Linked DNA regions of Zea mays: regions 2 and 3 are each linked to region 1. The links are chromatin contacts, called in public Hi-C maps. All regions are on one chromosome and are shown on one strand. Each heading gives the region's core, a stretch centred on a gene start, on an enhancer-like site or on the middle of the called end of the contact. The rest is flanking DNA. Distances are from core to core; before and after follow the strand shown. Region 1 holds the start of LOC100276258. Region 2 holds the start of LOC100282307. Region 3 holds the start of LOC103654200 (chaperone protein DnaJ).

Region 1 (3,376 bases), core at 836-3,335:
TCACTGTAAACAAGTATATCATCCAGGAAAACCACTACACACTTGCGTAATAATGGAGACAATATGTGGTTCATGAAGTCCTGGAATGTGGCTGGGGCTCCTGTAAGTCCAAATGGCATGACCTTGTACTCATAATGACCATTATGTGTTTGAAAGGCAGTTTTATATTCTTCCCCTTCTTGTATCCGAATCTGATGATAACCAGCCCTGTGGTCCAACTTAGTAAATATTGTAGCTCCACCTAGCTCATCTGTGATCTCATCAAAAACAGGCATAGGAAACCTGTTTTTTACAGTGTAGGCATTGAGCCTCCTGTAATCAACACATAACCTCCACTCTCCATCTTTCTTCTTGACCAAGAGTACTGGTGAAGCAAAGGGACTTGAACTCTGTTGTATGATGCCAGACTCCAACATTTCCTGAATTTGTCTTTCTATCTCATTCTTCTGGTGTGGAGTATATCTGTAGGGTCGTAACCGGAAAGCTGTTGCTCCAGGTAATAGGGGAATAGAGTGATCAAATGGCCTCTTTGGTGGCAGTCCCTGAGGTGTAGAAAACAATTCCTGATACTTCTCTATCACTGCTGCAATTTCCGGAGGTATTTGCACCGGAACAACTTCCTTGTTGGATTCTGTGACAGTTCTGAGCTCCAACACATGCTCCACAGCTTCTTGTCTGATTAGTCCAGTTAATTGGATACTAGACAGAAGAGTACATGACTGTAATTTGGGTCTCACCCCTTGCAGCTGAACTACCTTACCTTGATATTCAAACTCCATCCACTTATCCATCCAGTGTATGGACATGGGGTTAAATTTTTCCAGCCAGTCCATTCCTAACACAATGTCATAACCGGCCAGTGGTAAAAATTTAAAATCAGCGTAGAAATTGATGCCATTACATAACCAGGGACAATCAGGTACCCAATATTCACTCCACAAGGTATTACCATCAGCCACCTTCACCTGAAGCGGATGTGGCAGTTTCTGAACCCCTTTTACTACCTCAATAAAGTGGTTACTCATGAAACTACCCGAGCTTCCAGAATCAACCAACACCAACATCTGGCATCCCTGAATATAAGCCCACAATTTGATGGTCTTGTTATGCTCACCACCATGTACTGCTGCTTCAGAAATAGCTAACACCTCCTCCTCAACAACCTTTTCTGGAGAATCATCTGTTTCCTCGGACTTTTCATCTTCTTCACCATGAGACACAACAGCCCACATTTCCTCCACTACATGCAGTGGTACACTGTTAGAACAACTGTGGCTAGGATTCCATTTTCCCCACATTTGAAACAAAGGCCCCTTGCCCTTCTATAATTCTTCAAGGCTGTAAGCTTTTGGTCACCCACCCGACTGTTGCCTACTAGTGGTTTACGTCGATCGTCAGGGATCACTGGGTTTCGACCTGTTAACAGGGAACTTGACTGTCCAGCCATAGGAGGCATTCTCATGGGAGCCTTAGAATATACCACCACTTCTCCTTTTCTGGTTTCCCTTCTTCCAGCACTTCCCATTACTTCTTCCTGCAATAGAGCTAATGAGCAGCGCCTATCATCCTCAGTCGGACGGTCAGACCGAGCGTGTGAACCAGTGTGTGGAAGCATACCTTCGCTGTAACCCCCATGAAGAGGAGGCGGTCGGAGCAAGCGGACATGACCATGAAGGGGCGCTCGGGCAGGACCAGGTAGGAGGCGCCGACCTGCGGGGGCTGGAGGTCGAGAAGGATGTCGCAGGCACCGGGCGCGAGCATCCATGCCCGCTTGTCGTTGGCGCCGAGGACGACGGGGATGAAGGAGAGTGCCACCCACGGGCGGGGATGGAACACGACCACCTCGTCGCGCTGCGGTTGCTCGCCCGCTCGAGACGACTCCCGCGCTATGAACGACGACGACATGGCTGACATGGCGCGGGGCGCGCTCAGCTTGCCTGGCCGGCGGTGGGATTGGGGCTGCGGCTTTGGAGGGTGGCGAGTTAGTTGGTTCGTTTCGTTTCGGTCCGAATCGCGCTGCTGGTTGATTCGAGGGGGATGGGAGGAGGAGAAGGGGACGGGAGAATCATAGGCGAGTGAGCACTGAGCACGGATGAGCAGGCAGGGAGGGAGGCTTGAGTTTGAGGAGCGTTTACGATTTCGAAAAAGAAATCGCGAAAAATAGAAAATTTCCGAAATTTCGGGAATTTTCGGTCAAAATTAAATAGATTTAGTATTTTTAAAACAAAAAATGATATAACTTAAATTAAAAATATTAATTTCGGAAACATATTTTTTCGGACCCCACCGAAATCAAGAAAATTTCAGAAAATTTCAGAAATTTTGGAAATTTCTGTCCGAAATTGTAAACCCTCATCAAGTCAGTTGCGGGCGTTTCATCCAAAAAAAATCATTGACTCATCACATCTATGATCTATCTGGTGTGTTTGTTGTGGTGTTTGGTTATAGTTTATTCACGGATTGCTAAGGTCATTGTGTTGTGGCTCCCGACTCGGTGCTAGATAGATGTCCAAATGGGCGGCACGGCCCGGCCCAGCCCGAGCACGACTTGGCCCGACCCGTTTGAGCCCGGCACGGTTAAGCCCGATCACTTAACCGTGCCGGGCCGGGCCGCCCGACGTGCCCAAATAGCTACCCGAGCACGGCACGGTGGAGGCCCGACCGTGCCGGGCTGGCCCGAATAGCACGGCCCATTTAGCAGCCCGGGCCAGCTCGAGCCCGCAAATCACACAACCGCCGGAGCTGCCTGGAGGAGGGAGCAGCCGAGCAGAGAGCAGGGAGCCCGCTGCGCCGAGAGCAGGGAGGAAGCAGCCGAGCAGAGAGCAGGGAGCCCGCCGCGCCGAGAGCAGGGAGGGAGCAGCCGAGCCGAGAGCAGGGAGGGAGCGCCGCGTCGATGCCCGAGAGGAGGGAGGGAGCACCACAGCCGAGGCCCGAGAGGAGGGAGCGCCGCCGCCGCGTCGAGAGGAGGGAGCCCGCGGCCCGCGCCGAGAGGAGGGAGCAGGGAGAGCCGCGCCGAGGCCCGAGAGGAGGGAGCGCCGCCGCCGCGCCGAAAGCAGGGAGCGCGGAGCACCGCGCCGAGGGGAGGGAGCCCACGGCCCGCGCCGAGAGGAGGGAGCATGGAGCGCCGCGCCGAGGCCCGAAGGAGGGAGGGAGCGCCGCATCGAGATCGAGAGCAGGGAGCGCCGCCGCCGCACGGAGAGGCAGGACGCAGGAGCGAGAGTGTGTTAGGTTAGGGTTAGGGCGCCGGACGCGCACGATTTATACAGACGGTGGCTGCGGTGTGGGCTGCTTAGGGTTAGGACAAAGTGGGCCGTTCGGGCATCACGTATGGCAGCCCAGTACGGTACCTGAGTTTTTGAACGGGCCGGTTTAAAGG
Region 2 (3,426 bases), core at 697-3,196, 130 kb before region 1:
CCTTATGGCTTCCACTTGATGCTTCTGGTGAACGATGTGGGCCCACCATGTGTTATAGCACTTATGTGCCCACAAGTTGTGCCAAGGCAACCATTTATTTTATGATCGTACCTTAGTCATGTTAAAGTGACATGGTTTTATCGAAAATGCTCAACGTCTATTTCCATAATTAACTGTTTTGCTGCTAGTTTTGTTTACAGAACATGAGGCGTCTAAAATTACGTCTGCTAGTCACGTGACCAAAGAAATTAGAGAGAATGGTGATGTACCCCTTGTCATGAAGACACAACTTTAACACATGTTTAGTAGTTCTATTTGCATTGGCGCAATATATGGAACATCTATTTTTCACCATATGGGTTATAATTATGTTGTACTATATTTATAATTTTTTTGAAGGCTGTTTTCCCTAAAATTTTGATATCCAAAGTTGAAATTGGAGCATTGAATACTAAAATATTAATGGATAATCACCTAGACTAAGAGTAAATTTATGGCGCACCTTTGTAAAACTATAATCTAGTCAATGGCGATATGAAAATGTCATAGTCCTTTTTATCTTCCAGTTATCACACCATTGTTACTATAGCTCTCTCGTTTCTATCCTCATGACTTCCACTTGATGCTTCTACCAAATGATGTTGGGCTCCACTATGTGTTTTGGCACTTATGTGCTCGAAGATTATGCCAAGGCAACCGTTTGTTTCATGATGCCTTAGGCATGCGAAATTGGCATAGTTTTTTATGGCAATGACCGACGTCCATTTTCTCGATTAAATGTTTTCTATTGGCTTTGTTCACAAAAAATGAGGTACCATCGAAATCACGTTTGCTAGTCATGTGATAAATATTAATTAGAGAAAATGGTGATGTACCCCTTCACAGAAGACACAATTTTGGCACATATTTAATAGTTCTATTTGCATAGGTGCATCATATGGAACACCTATTTTTCATTGTATGGGGTTATAATTATGCTATAATATATATTAATAAATATGGTGGATGTCGTTTTCTAAACATTCCAATGCTTCAAATTTGACATTGAAGATATGGATGTCAAAGCATTAATGGCTAATCACCTAAACTGTGAGTAGATTTAAGGTGTGCCTTTGTAAAACTCCAATCTAGTGAGGGGCAATATTAAAATGTCCTAGTCCTTTCTATCTTCCGGCTATCGCACCGTTGTTACTATAGCTTTTCCGTTTCTAACCCAGTGGCTTCCGCTTGACGCTCTACCGAATGATTTGGGCCCCATGTGTTTGGGCACTTATGTGCCCGCAAATTATGCCAAGACAACCATTTATTTTATGACCTTACCTTAGACATGTGAAAGTGACGTAGTTTTATCGACAACACTCGACGTCCGTTTCCACAATTAAATGTCTGTTGCTGGTTTTGTTTGCAAAACATGAGGCGTATGTTTGCTAGTCATGTGACTAATTAGAGAGAATGATGATGTAGCCCTTGATATGAAGGCACAACTTTGGCACATATTTATTAGTTATATTCGCATCAACACAATATATGGAACACCTATTTTTCGTCGCATGGGGTATAGTTATGCTACATTATGTTAATAAATATTTTAGAGGTTGTTTTTTTATAAAATCTCAATACTCTAAAGTTGACATCGGAGCATTGGATATCAAAGTATTAATGTCTAATCATCTAGATTGAGAGTAGATTTTGAGATGTACCTCTGCAGACCTCTACATCCACGAAGGAGCAATTTCGCAAATATACTAGTCCTAGCTATCTTCTGCCTACTTTGTACCATTATTGCTGTAGCTTTCCGTTTCGCCTCCGTCGACTGACGTGTGGACCCCATCGCACCTCCCTCCCTCTCCCTCTCCCCCCCCCCACCCCCACGCGCCTGGCCGCCTGCAGACTGTGCCAGTGGCGGCCAGCCAATATATAGGGCCCACGCCCCGTCCGCGCTCTCCAAAGTTTCGTCCACCATTTCGCTCTCGCAAGTCGCAAGCCACCGATTTGTTTACAGGCGCCGGAGCTCCCGACGACGACTGAGCCATGTGCGGCGGCGCGATCCTTGCCGAGCTCCGCGAGCCGGCGCCGCGCCGGCTCACGGAGCGGGACATCTGGCAGCAGAAGAAGAAGCCCAAGAGGGGCGGCGCCGGCGGGAGGCGCTCGTTCGCGGCGGAAGACGATGAGGACTTCGAGGCCGACTTCGAGGACTTTGAAGCCGACTCCGGTGATTCGGATTTGGAGCTCGGGGAAGGGGCTGACGACGACGTCATCGAGATCAAGCCCTTCGCCGCCAAGAGTACTTTCTCCAGAGGTATTGGCTCAAGCTCGAGGCGGCTTATTTTCTATGGCTGTATATGTATTTTTTGCGTTTGATTGATGCGGACGACTAGAATCTACGAGTTAGTTGAGGAATTTTAAGGGGGCTGGTACGGTGCGCGTTTGAGGTGCGACTCGGTGGTTGGAATGGACCGGGGACGAAGAAAGAAAAAAGCGAGGGGATTTGTGTTTACTATTTAGATTAAGTTTTGGCTTGTAGGGGATTCTGCAACTTATTAGATGATTTTATGGTATCCGATTGGGATGAAGTCTGTCGCTTTCTTTTTCATTCGAGTTACAATTCTGTAATGGGCAAAATAGTCTGTTTTGGTTGCCCACCTGGGAGTCGTGGGAACACAACTCGGTTCTTCGAGTGTTGGATCTGGGCGTTCCACCGTTTGTGCATGATTAGTTACATTAGATGCATATTATTTAAATAGTTCTGAACTTGTGGTATCACTTGATATGTCTGTAGCCTATGAATTTTCGTGGGGATTGTTCTAGACTCTTTTAAACTACCCTACGCGATTTATGGTGTTGAGCTTGAGCACATGATTATATATTCACATGCATCTGCTGTTTATATGGTTCCTTGTATGATTGTATTTCGTTGCAAGTAATGAAGAGTCACTAGGCCTGATTAATTGTCCAAATGCTTGCAGTTTGCAAAGTTTAGGAAGGTCAGATTTCTGGTCCCGTGTCTGCAAATGGGTTCTAATGTGCAGTATCGTCTATAGTGGAAGTTTTAGATATGATTGCATAATAATGATTTATTTGATGGCACCAGGGTTGTGTAGAATCTTGGGCTTTCATATTTATCGTGTTTTGAACTGTGCTTTCTGCAAATATGAAATAGATGCGCATGGAGAATGTTAATTTTGGTTGTGATGTTGCTTCATAACTCAATATGCATATATATCATTGACAGAGGCAATGTTACTAAGGTTTGATTCTTTCCTGCTTGCAGATGGCTTAAGCACCATGACTACTGCTGGTTATGATGCCCCTGCAGCAAGGTTGGCCAAAAGGAAGAGGAAGAATCAATACAGGGGTATCCGCCAGCGCCCTTGGGGTAAGTGGGCTGCTGAGATCAGAGATCCCCAGAAGGGCGTTCGTGTTTGG
Region 3 (3,553 bases), core at 908-3,407, 170 kb after region 1:
GACTGAATGTGATTGGCTGCATGCTCCACACAATATATCTAGGTAAGAAGAATCATTTCCTGTTCAATCGTGCTTTCTATTGATCAATTAGCTGTTTCGAGCTGCGTTTAGCAGATCCGTAAACAGGAAAGGTTATTTATTTTATCTGGTCATTAGGTGGTTACGACACCGAAGACAAGGCAGCGAGGGCTTACGATCTGGCTGCTCTGAAATACTGGGGTCCAGCTACTCACGTCAATTTCCCCGTAAGTGCCATGGAAGAAAACTGTAGCTTTATTCATGTGATGGGATTTCATAGCACACTTCGTTTGGCAGGTAGAAAACTATCGAGATGAGCTCGAGGAGATGAAAGGCATGACAAAGCAAGAATTCATTGCACATTTGAGAAGGTCAGTGCTCTGCGTGCATGTGCATCGTAACAGCCTTGCTTCATCGATGTGTTCCTGCGTTTCCTAAAGCTGATACTGACCATCACACACAGGAGAAGCAGTGGATTTTCTCGAGGCGCTTCCATCTACCGAGGGGTGACGAGGTTCGTTTGCACAGACTACTATGCCACCGCATTTCGCTTCCTTAGAGATCATCTCAATGTACACGCTAACTGCATTGCAGGCACCACCAGAAAGGAAGATGACAGTCTCGGATTGGAAGGGTCGCTGGAAACAAGGATCTATACCTCGGCATTTTCAGTAAGAAAGATCGTTCCATTTGGGTGCAGAAGTAGATTTTAGCGGTGTCTGTTTTACTAATGTCGATTGTCTCGTCAAAGTACATTTGTTGTAGATGAAGTTACAGGATTGGGACATGGACTTTTACTGCTAATGTCAAGTTTTGTGCCTGGCTTTTGCGTTCGCTTTAATCCGCGGCCTGCACATTCCATGATCATTCTTTGCTTTTTGCGGATAGCAATGCTTTCCCTAAGGCTGTGAGCTCTGACCAAAGCAGCCTGTTGTACTATTTTGAAATACCCCGTTGGACACTTGGACTACAGATAGCAGCTAAGCAGCATTAGCATGACAAGGAAGTAATCTGGTCGAAATTTGTACTGTGCGTCAGGAACTTATCTTGCTTTCTCAATGTACTAACTAGATCCTCTTGGGCAATTTTAGAATCAACAATTTTGGGAGGTGCGATGTATTACAAAATTGATATGTTTTTGAATCAACTAGAATTTAATTTTGTGCACTCTGTTTGTACATCTGCATCTACATCGATTGGTGTGTCTGGTTAGAACAACATATATTGTATGCTCATTAATTATCGTGATAGTCTCATGCACACCTAAAGTATTTTATTACTATTGCCCCAATCTGCCAAAACTCGAGAACGATTTATATGAAAGGTATATAGCAATTTACTCAAGAATTCTATTGTCTTGATAGGGCGTCCGTAAGGGCGCCACTTATTCTATTATCCTTTATAGATGGATGCAATCTAACCGGCTAGGGCCACATAAGGCTAGTCACACTTGAGCAACAAACCAATCGGGTAGATAGTCAACGACATCGACGTGGCTTAGATGTGAAGATTGTTTACTAAGGCGGTGTTTGATTCATTTAGATTCTAGGACATCTAATATTATACCAAATCCAATGCAAATGTTATTATCAGCTTACAGGAAGATTGTGAGATTCTAAGCATAAAATCTAATGTACAACACAAACTGTTTGGTTCATAATCAGATTCTCATTTTCAGATTTTAAAATGAGATTATGAAAATAAGTCCAACCGCCAAAAAGGCTCTAACGACTCCAAAATACTTTAGCATACATTTTTATAGTCTGTAGGTTTGAAAGTTGTAATTGTTCTGCTTATTAGTAGATTCAGGGGGTGTTTGGTTTCTAGAGACTAATGTTTAGTCCCTAGATTTTATTCCATTTTAGTTCTTAAATTGCCAAATATAGAAACTAAAACTTTATTTTAGTTTCTATATTTAGCAATTTATACACTAAAAAGGAATAAAATGAAGGGACTAAACATTAGTCCCTAAAACCAAACACCCCCTCACTTCCCGTCAAACAAAAATGAGTTGACGATCTGCACTAAAAAGCCTTTAAAATTTCGGCTAATTTTAAAAACGCGACTTGGAGGCTTTTTCTTGTTTTCCCGACGACACATATACATTACCATCTGGAAACAGGCAAACAGAGCGAGCCGGAAAAAAGACAAAAATTCGGAATTTCCTGCGACGAGAGCAAGATATTATTAATTAACGGGCAAGTGGGCATGGCCGAGTTTCTGGAGGCTTCCTGCGTCGCGTGGAGGCAGACAGAGCTCAGGGAGGGAGGGAGGGGAAGAACGAAGCAGCAGCAACAGCGCCATCCGCTCGCTTCCTTCCCCTTCTCTCCCTCCTCCCCCACCGCCGGCGTCGCCTCTACGCGCGCGCGCCCCGCCGGGGGCTGCCGTCGCTGCACCCGTGGCCCGTGGGCGGCGGCCGCGTACCTGTACCTACGTGCTGCCGGGGGGGGGGGGGGGGGGGGGGGGGGGAGCTACGCGTCTCCTCTCGCCATGGACGCCGGTGTAGAGAAGTGCGGCGACGCGGCGGCGGAGGGCGGCGGCGACCTCTACGCTGTCCTCGGGCTCAAGAAGGAGTGCTCCGACGCCGACCTCAAGGTCGCTTACCGGAAGCTCGCCAAGGTGAGAGCAACTCGGTTCCTGATTTCGCGTCTCTCCGCTCCTCGTTACTTGCTGCTGGCTGCTGCATATCGTTGTTGATCTAGCTATCCAGCATCGCGCGTGGCAGCGGCGGACGTTGGACGAAAATTCATGAGGGGCCAAAGAGACTACATGAGAGCCATGATTTTCTAGTTCGCCAAGCTCACCAACCGCAAGGGACAAGCCATATCGTTGTGACGAGCAAGATCTAACTTGTCGAGCAGATTGACGTCACGACAAAAACAGGACAAGGGACGGAGGCAGATCTTGTCGAGCGGATCGACGTCACGATAAAAACAGGACAAGGGACGGAGGCGCCAGGAAGGCCCGAAGTCGGGTGCCGTCGCATCGAGAATGGGTCGGCAGCGGAAACGGGACAGCGAGTAGACTGATTTAGGTGGTGTCGGAAAGATTAGGGTCAGACTGGTAGATGCAAGGACTGGACCAAGAGGATCCGACGAGCAGGCTTATAACATGGTTGTTTTAGGCCATGTTCTAAACCTCTAGAGCTAACTGTTAACTGGTTTTAGCTAGGTTGGAGCATCTAGCAACTAATACTTATTTAAGGGGTATAGCTAACAATTAGTTGATCCATTCTAAACCTCTCAGCTAATTTTAGCAACTAGTTATTAGTTTTAGAGATTTAGAACAAGACTTTATACTATCTAAAACTTTGATTTTTTTTCTACATTTAATACCAAATAATTATTAGGCATAAAAGGGTGTACAAAATTGAGGGGGGGCCATGGCCCACTTTGCCCCCTGGATCCGCCCCTGCTTGGTGGAGTTGTTGTGGAGAGAGAGAAAAGTGTTCTCCTTGGGCGATTCGAGTTTGCAGGTGGATACATTGGCGCGAGAAATTTGGAATCTTGCCATTATGGCAAATGGGTTTCATCAC

The links. A called contact is a pair of places that touch in the nucleus more often than the background predicts.
Region 2: a Hi-C map of leaf shows a contact between it and region 1, with 5 times the contacts expected there. The contact joins the promoter of LOC100282307 here to the promoter of LOC100276258 in region 1. A contact is called at or near these places in 2 of 25 Hi-C or Micro-C datasets (both in leaf).
Region 3: a contact with region 1 is called in a Hi-C map of ear, with 2.1 times the contacts expected there. The contact joins the promoter of LOC103654200 here to the promoter of LOC100276258 in region 1. A contact is called at or near these places in 2 of 25 Hi-C or Micro-C datasets (ear and leaf).

Annotation. Positions count from the first base shown.
Region 1 is chr4:181,218,451-181,221,826 of Zm-B73-REFERENCE-NAM-5.0, forward strand. LOC100276258 reads right to left here and starts at 2,086. Exons shown (of 2, transcript XM_020552740.2): 1 at 1,629-2,086. The coding sequence starts at 1,914.
Region 2 is chr4:181,088,258-181,091,683 of Zm-B73-REFERENCE-NAM-5.0, forward strand. LOC100282307 reads left to right here and starts at 1,947. Exons shown (of 3, transcript NM_001155219.2): 1 at 1,947-2,299; 2 at 3,272-3,426. The coding sequence starts at 2,032.
Region 3 is chr4:181,392,956-181,396,508 of Zm-B73-REFERENCE-NAM-5.0, forward strand. LOC103654200 (chaperone protein DnaJ) reads left to right here and starts at 2,158. Exons shown (of 7, transcript XR_002269221.2): 1 at 2,158-2,637. It also overlaps the pseudogene LOC103655727.